Regions from separate parts of the Gossypium hirsutum genome. Here region 2 is linked to region 1. Evidence: chromatin contacts called from public Hi-C data. All regions are on one chromosome and are shown on one strand. Each heading gives the region's core, a stretch centred on a gene start, on an enhancer-like site or on the middle of the called end of the contact. The rest is flanking DNA. Distances are from core to core; before and after follow the strand shown. Region 1 holds the start of LOC107914753. Region 2 holds the start of LOC107914750 (receptor-like kinase TMK4).

The links. A called contact is a pair of places that touch in the nucleus more often than the background predicts.
Region 2: a contact with region 1 is called in a Hi-C map of leaf, with 2.1 times the contacts expected there. The contact joins the promoter of LOC107914750 here to the promoter of LOC107914753 in region 1. A contact is called at or near these places in 16 of 34 Hi-C or Micro-C datasets (anther, callus, hypocotyl and 2 more).

The regions. Positions count from the first base shown.
Region 1 is chrD10:26,166,765-26,170,626 of Gossypium_hirsutum_v2.1, forward strand. LOC107914753 reads right to left here and starts at 2,079. Exons shown (of 3, transcript XM_016843776.2): 1 at 1,325-2,079; 2 at 987-1,136; 3 at 346-831. The coding sequence starts at 1,969. The coding sequence ends at 535. It overlaps LOC107914755 (a long non-coding RNA gene), which reads left to right. Exons shown (of 2, transcript XR_001689000.2): 2 at 1-77.
Region 2 is chrD10:26,297,355-26,301,216 of Gossypium_hirsutum_v2.1, forward strand. LOC107914750 (receptor-like kinase TMK4) reads left to right here and starts at 1,772. Exons shown (of 4, transcript XR_005919296.1): 1 at 1,772-3,862. It overlaps LOC107915425 (probable protein phosphatase 2C 27), which reads right to left and starts at 117. Exons shown (of 2, transcript XM_016844586.2): 1 at 32-117. The coding sequence starts at 117.

The DNA of each region.
Region 1 (3,862 bases), core at 829-3,328:
ATTTGAACTAAAAGGGTTGTTTATTATGTAAAAGATACAGCTAAACATTAGTAGTAAAAAACTTGTTTTTGTCCTGAGCAGTAGTAGCCATTTGAAAATGAGCTTTCTTGTGGGGTATGGGGAAAAGATACCCACAATATATGTGCATGACAGAGACCAGCTGGTGCAACAACCGGTTGTGCTGGTGGCCTCATTTAGCTGTTGGAGGCCTTGTGGGTGGGCCTTTTCATGTGTTTCATGGTTTAGGGGGATATAGGAATAATATAATGCAATGTAACTACATTTTTTTTTTTGAATTTTGGAGATGAGACTTTTTTCTTCATTATTGGACATTGAAATAAAAATTCTGGCCAATACTGATGATGATTGTATTTTCTAGCATCTTAATGAACCATCAATCACACAATGATTCAAGTATCTAGTCATAAACAGAACCAAATTCACGTAAAGAAATTTGGAGGAAAAATTAAACTAATAAAAAGCTGCTCATAAGGAATGAGAAGTGGATAACTGAAATCCAGAATTAGCCCTCTTTCAAGTTGGGATCATAAGTTGATCTTCATTTCTCGAAAATTCAATGAATTGGATATCAAAAACAAAGAAGAGCAAAAATTCTTCACTCATCTTTTTCACCATTTTTGTCAACCTATCTTTCAACAGCTCCAGCAGTGTTGCTGAAATTAATCTGGGGTTGTCCAATATCCAGCTCCTTCGATACTCAAAGATCCATGTGTTGGGATCCATTTGTATTACGGAGGCACCCCATTTGCTTTGTACCCATGATGCATTTGCCTTTCTTGTTGTAATAAATCCATTCCTTCCATAGGACCACTGCAAAATTTTTTAAAAAAAAAAGAAGAAAATTTATGATAACATCAGCACTAGCAAATCCAAAACAGGCAGCAGCAATGACAATCAAATTGATCCTAAGGGTCCTTTTTATATTAATCAAAAAGAAAAACAAGGATAAGTAGATTGTCATTTACTTCAGTTACTCTGCCAGATAAGATAGTAAATGATTTGGAAGAAAACCCAGTAGTAAGCAATCCAGCAGTTTGCAAAGGCCACCCCCAAATCTTGACCTCTTCCATTGCCGATTTATACAACAAACAACGCGAATTTAGAAGCAAACTACCCTGCAATTATTACTCCAAAAGTTATCACGGTTTTTCAATCTTCATTAAAATATTTGTGTTGGACAGAGATAAAAATGGTAACAAGTAATTACACCCTCAAATATGTAGAAGATGCCCTCGAGTAACAGTAATAGGCCATAGGTTTTAAGCACAGAACTTGGGGAGAATTAAAAGAAAAAAGTTTGAACCTGATCAATTTCCCATACGGAATCCGTATTGCTGCAATTAGAAACCTTGAGATTATGAAATCCTTTCAACTCATTTTGCAAGAACCTCAATTTTCCATTCAAATCTTGCATAATTGAAGCCCTTTCACCAATGCTTCTCGCAACATCGCTTGTCAAAACAGGCTTCAAAAACCCACCTACACCCCAAGAAAACCCAACCTCCATTACGAAAACCAAATTCAAACCCATTAATAACTTCCAAAATACACTTTGGAAACCACCTTTTTTCCCCTCCTCTTTCTTCTTCTTTTTCTCCTTGTTTTCTCTCAAGTTTAATCTGGCAGTTGATTTAAGAGCCGGAGATTCCACCAAGCAACAAGAACTCGATGTGGATGTAATGGAAGGATCGAAAGAGATGGGAGAGTGGTTTGCGTATTTAGGCTTGGAAGCAGAGAGTTTAGTGAATGAACTCTTCTGAACGCTGAGGGGCATGAGATCGAGAGTGGCATTGATGCTGGCCAAACAGATTTCGCACTTGCAATTGGCGTCTTTTCTGCAACCAGGGAAGTAGCAGCTGTCTCGGGTTTCGGTACGGACATCATCTTCCATGGTAATGGTGGTCGATTTCATTGAAGAAGATGACGAACTCAGCTGGTGGTGTTTCATTGCTTCTTTTTGTCTCTTTAGGTAATTTCTCTTTGAAAATTGTGGTTAATAGTGTTAAATGAGATCTAACGGACATATTTTTATTGATAGGGTTTTTGAAATTTGAACCTTTAACGGTTATATCATGTGGGATATTTATTTATATATATGTTTTTTCATGAGTGATAATTTAATTTTTTTAGTAAATAAACTAGGGAAAGGGTTAATGCATTATTTACACATCCAATTATCACTTTGATACCTAAATATTCTTTTTTATATCAATTTGATGCTTGAAGTTTTCAAATTTTATACCCGATATCTTAAAGGCCGATTTTTATTATTTCTATTGCAAAAAAAAAGATAAACTACACTATTAATCACTTAACTAAAAAAGTTACAATTTGGTAACGAACGGTTTCGATTTTTTTTTCCATCACTTGACTATTAAGTGACATTTTTTTAGTTGGTATAATAACAATTTTAGTCCTTAGCTTTTGTATTTTCTGTCGATTTGATTCTAATTCTATATAAAAATTATTTTAAAAAGTCAAAATCATTTTAAAAATAGAAAATCATATAAAAAATTCTATAAAAATAAATTCTCTGATATGTTTTTGTTGAAGAACTAATATGTATGGGAAACAAAGAAAATTATCATTCAATAGAATCCAATGACAAATTAAAAATAATACAAAACAAAACAAAAGATAGATCATTACATGCTTATTTAGTGTTCCTCGAAATCAAATTAGTAACATTTTCAAGTTGAGTTCTATGCCCTTGAAGAACATCCTGAATTGATATTACAGAAGCTTGTAAAATCGACTTAGTGCCATTTTTTAAGAAAAAAATTACAAAATATACCACATAATTTCTTTTTTAACTCAATTCAAATTTCCAATTCATTCAAAACCCAAATTGTAAAAACAAATTATATTCTTTTTTTTTCTTATAATGAAAAAAAGCTATGTAAGAGACAAAAGAAGTAAAAATTGGAGAGCCAATAATATTGCTTATCGGAGACAGATGCACGATGTCATAATGAGGAGATATATATGACGTTATGACAACACGATGAGCAAGGGACGATGTCATGACGAGAGTTGTTGAGATGAGGCGACAATCTCTTAAGGCAAGAGCAGGGCGACACCATGACGAGGAGAGTCATGATGTTGCGTCAATATCTTACCTAAAGTAGTCGCATTTTATACTCCAAGTAGGACTTCTTCTCTCAATTAGACTCTAATTATTTCAGGGTTATTTTAGTATGATTAACCCTCTAATCTTAGTCTATTCAAAGGGCCTTCGTAACCTGGGTTCAAACATGCCAATCAGTAAAGATTTTTCTTTAAGGGCGACAAGATGTAACCGCATATGAGCTTCGGTGACAGTTTCGTGGTAATTATGGAGAGAATTCTATTCCCAAGTTAATGTTTTTTATTTGGGGTTTGGGTTTGTACGTTTAGTACATTTAGGTTTATTTTCTCCATATTGTACTCTCATTTGTTTATTCATTTAGTGAAAACCCGAAGCCTCTTTTTGTCCGTGGTTTTTATCCTCTCCGGAGGAGTTTTCCACTTAAATTATCTCTATGCCCAATTTCCTTTTCTCTTTTTCGTTACTGTTTGTTGTTTATACGAGTCGATACCCAACACTCAATATTTTTATTTTTTTCTATATTAATTTTTAAGATTGGGTATTGGATATTTCTATACATATAATACAAAGAGAAAATTTGGAGGGTTTAAAAATAAATTTTCCTCATTTTCTCTCACATTATTTACTTTTGAAAAAATTATCTACTTTTATATAATTTTTAATTTTAGAATTTTCTACATTTTTAAGAAAGAATTTCAAGTTTTTTATCATTATATATAATAAGGGACAATATTATTATACCAATTAAAAAAA
Region 2 (3,862 bases), core at 522-3,021, 130 kb after region 1:
TTCCAGCCAAAAAAGCTTTGGAAGTGCTTACCTCCCAAATATAATTGCAGTGAGAACAGTAGTGCCAGAAGCCAGTGATGACTCGAGAGAGCATGACTGAATCCTTAGTAAATTCATATAAGAACATTTTATTATTAAGAATTTTATGAAATTATATATCACTATTAAATTATATTTAATATTAATTATTTTAAATTGTATAAATTCATATAAGAAAATTTATTATCAAGAATTTTATGAAATTATATATTATTATTAAATTATATGTAATAATTATTTTTTTAAATTATACAAATTCATAAAATATAATTTATTAGTTATAATTATTTTAAATTTTATTAAATCATATATTTTAATTAAAATATATTTAATATTAATTATTTCAAATTTTCATTTATAGTATCATATATTATGATTTGAGAAAATTCATATATAGAATATTAATTATTAAGAATTTTATTAAATTATATATTTTAATTATAATATATTTAATAATAATTATGTTAGTTTATATTTTACAGTATCATATATTATGATTTGAGTAAATTCATATAAGAATATTAATTATTAAGAATTTTATTAAATTATATATTTTAATTAAAATATATTTAATAATAATTGTGTTAATTTATATTTTACAGTATCATATATTATGATTTGAGTAAATTCATATAAGAATATTAATTATTAAGAATTTTATTAAATTATATATTTTAATTATAATATATTTAATAAAAATTATGTTAATTTATATTTTACAGTATCATATATTATGATTTGAGTAAATTCATATAAGAATATTAATTATTAAGAATTTTATTAAATTATATATTTTAATTATAATATATTTAATAATAATTATGTTTAACTATGATTAAATTATTTATTATTGATATTAATAATCTTATTAAAATTTAAATAAAAATAACAATAATAATTTACCAAAACAAATTTCTGCTAATTATTAAGAATTTTATTAAATTATATATTTTAATTAAAATATATTTAATAATAATTATGTTTAAATATGATTAAATTATTTATTATTGATAATAATAATTTTATTAAAATTTAAATAACAATAACAATAATCATTTACTAAAACAAATTTATGCTAAGGGTATTCTAGTCATTTAGTTTTTTCCATTATGCTATTACACCTCTATTCCATTCAACCAAACACAAGATTACTGTTACGCCTCTATTCCATTACATTCAACCAAACAGTTGATTTGCTATTACACCTTTAATCTAATACACCTCTAATCCAATCCAGCGAACTAAACGTGCTCTTATAGTTTGTTTTTAGAATTTTCACGCTTTTTTATTAAAATTTAAAAGTTACGCGATACTATTTACAAATTTTTTTTTTCGAAACTTTGGAGTCTTTTAGTAATATCTATTTGTTTTTTTATTTTTAATATATAAAATTTTAAAACATTTTTTATAATTTTATTAGTTTTTTAATTTTAATAATGTACGGACTTTTTGTTTTCTTATTATATAATATTTAAAAAAAAAGTCAAAATTCAGAGTTGGATTGGATAATAATTGACGCTATTTTCATTTTTTTCCTTATCCATTTTTTAAAAGTACGGGACATAAGTACTTTATTTTTAGATGGACTATTTTGCTCATATTTGAAATTGATAGGGATGTATGTGAAATTTAAATTATTTTTAGTACTTTACATATTAACTTTTTTTTAGGAAAAAAAAAAAGAAAAGAAACAGGTAAGATATTCTCTCTTTTAAAAAAATTCCAACTAAGAAAATTCCCTTTCATTATTTCTTTTGTCTTTCCCCCAAGAATTCCCTTGCCCTAAAACACTGTTCTTTCTTTTCACTGTTAGGAAAAAAAAGAAAAAAACCATATTCAAAGAACAATCCAACAAACACCATCGTTGTTGGATAATCCAACTGTTTTGGTTTCCGAAACTAACCCAAAAGCAAAAATGCTTAACCGCCACCATATCCTCCTTCCCATCCTCCTTTTCTCCGCCTTTCTCGCCGCCGGGGACGACGGCGCAACCATGCTCAAGATAGCTTCATCCTTCCGCCCTCCTCCCACTGGGTGGTCTTCCACTTCTTCAGACAACTACTGCAAGTGGCCTGGCATAAATTGCGACAAATCCAACAGCGTTACTTCCATCAACCTCTCTTCCAAATCCCTGTCTGGGACCCTTTCCCCCGACATCGCCGCCTTGTCGGAGCTCCAGACTTTGTCACTCCAACGCAACGCTTTGTCCGGGACCATCCCATCTTTGGCCAACCTCTCCAGCTTACAAGAGGTTTACCTTGACAGCAACGCCTTCACCTCTATATCCCCAAACGCCTTCTCCGAATTAACCAGCTTGCAAAAGCTGAGTTTGAGTGACAATGCCGGTTTAAGTCCATGGACTTTCCCAGATTTGTCCCAATCGACGGGACTCGTTGAACTTCAACTAGACAACACCAGCTTGTTCGGTTCCTTGCCTGATATCTTCGATTCTATGAACAGCTTGAAAAGTATAAGGCTGTCTTACAACAATTTGAGCGGCACATTACCAGCTTCTCTCGGTGTTTCAATGGTTCAGAATCTTTGGATCAACAATCAGGATGTTGGGTTCAATGGTACTTTACAAGTTTTATCCAACATGACACAGTTGTCTCAGGTTTGGCTTCAGAAAAACTTGTTTACGGGTCCGATCCCAGATTTGTCTAAATGTTTGGATATTTTCGATCTTCAGCTTAGAGACAATCAGTTGACAGGGCCGGTTCCCAAATCTTTAATTGACCTTCCAAACTTGAAGAATGTTTCATTGTCTAATAATAAATTGCAGGGTCCTTTCCCAGAATTTCCTACCTCAGTTGAGAAAAAAGTTGTTGATGGAAACAATAATTTCTGTAATAGTAATGGGGATCCTTGTGATCCTCAAGTTACTATATTGCTTGAGATTGCTGGGGGTTTTGGGTACCCTGTGCCTCTTTCTGATAAGTGGCCTGGGAATGATGCTTGCGAATGGTCCTTTATTTCTTGTGATTCACAAAAGAATGTGATTACAGTGAATCTGGAAAAGAAAAACTTGGTCGGGACGATTTCTGCGGCCTTTGCCAATCTCATATCATTGAAGAACTTGAATCTGAGTGGTAACGGATTAACTGGTTCAATTCCTGATAGTCTGACTAAGTTGACTAGTTTGCAGCTTCTTGATGTGTCTAATAACAATCTTAGTGGAGACATCCCAAAATTTTCGAATTCAGTAAAATTCTCATACTCGGGGAATAGTTTACTTGGAAAATCTGGTGGTTCTGGTGATGGAGGAGATTCAGGATCTGGAGCAGCCGCTGGAGGTTCGGATGGTAACTTGAAAAGTGGCAATAGTAAGAATTCGATTGCTATGATTGTCGGTATTATTGCTGGTGTATTGATTTTTGTTGCTGTTGTTTGCTTTGTTTCTTATAAGTATGTTATGAACAAGCGGTACGGAAAATTTGGTAAGGTGGAGGGCAGTGATGCTGAGAGGGGTGTGGTTAAGAGTCCAGAAAACGGTGGCAGAATGAATGAGAATGGGGGAGTTCCCAGTGAAATGCTAAGCCAAAGCAGTGGGGATCGTAGTGACCGCCATTTTCTTGAGGGTGGAAATGTAGTGATCTCAATCCAAGTACTAAGACAAGTGACAGATAATTTCAGTGAGGCCAATGTTTTAGGAAGAGGTGGTTTCGGGGTTGTTTATAAAGGGGAACTGCATGATGGCACACAGATTGCTGTCAAAAGGATGGAATGTGTGTCGACCGGTACTAAAGGAATGAATGAGTTTCAGGCAGAAATTGCAGTGCTTACAAAAGTTAGGCATAGGCATCTGGTTGCACTTTTGGGTTAC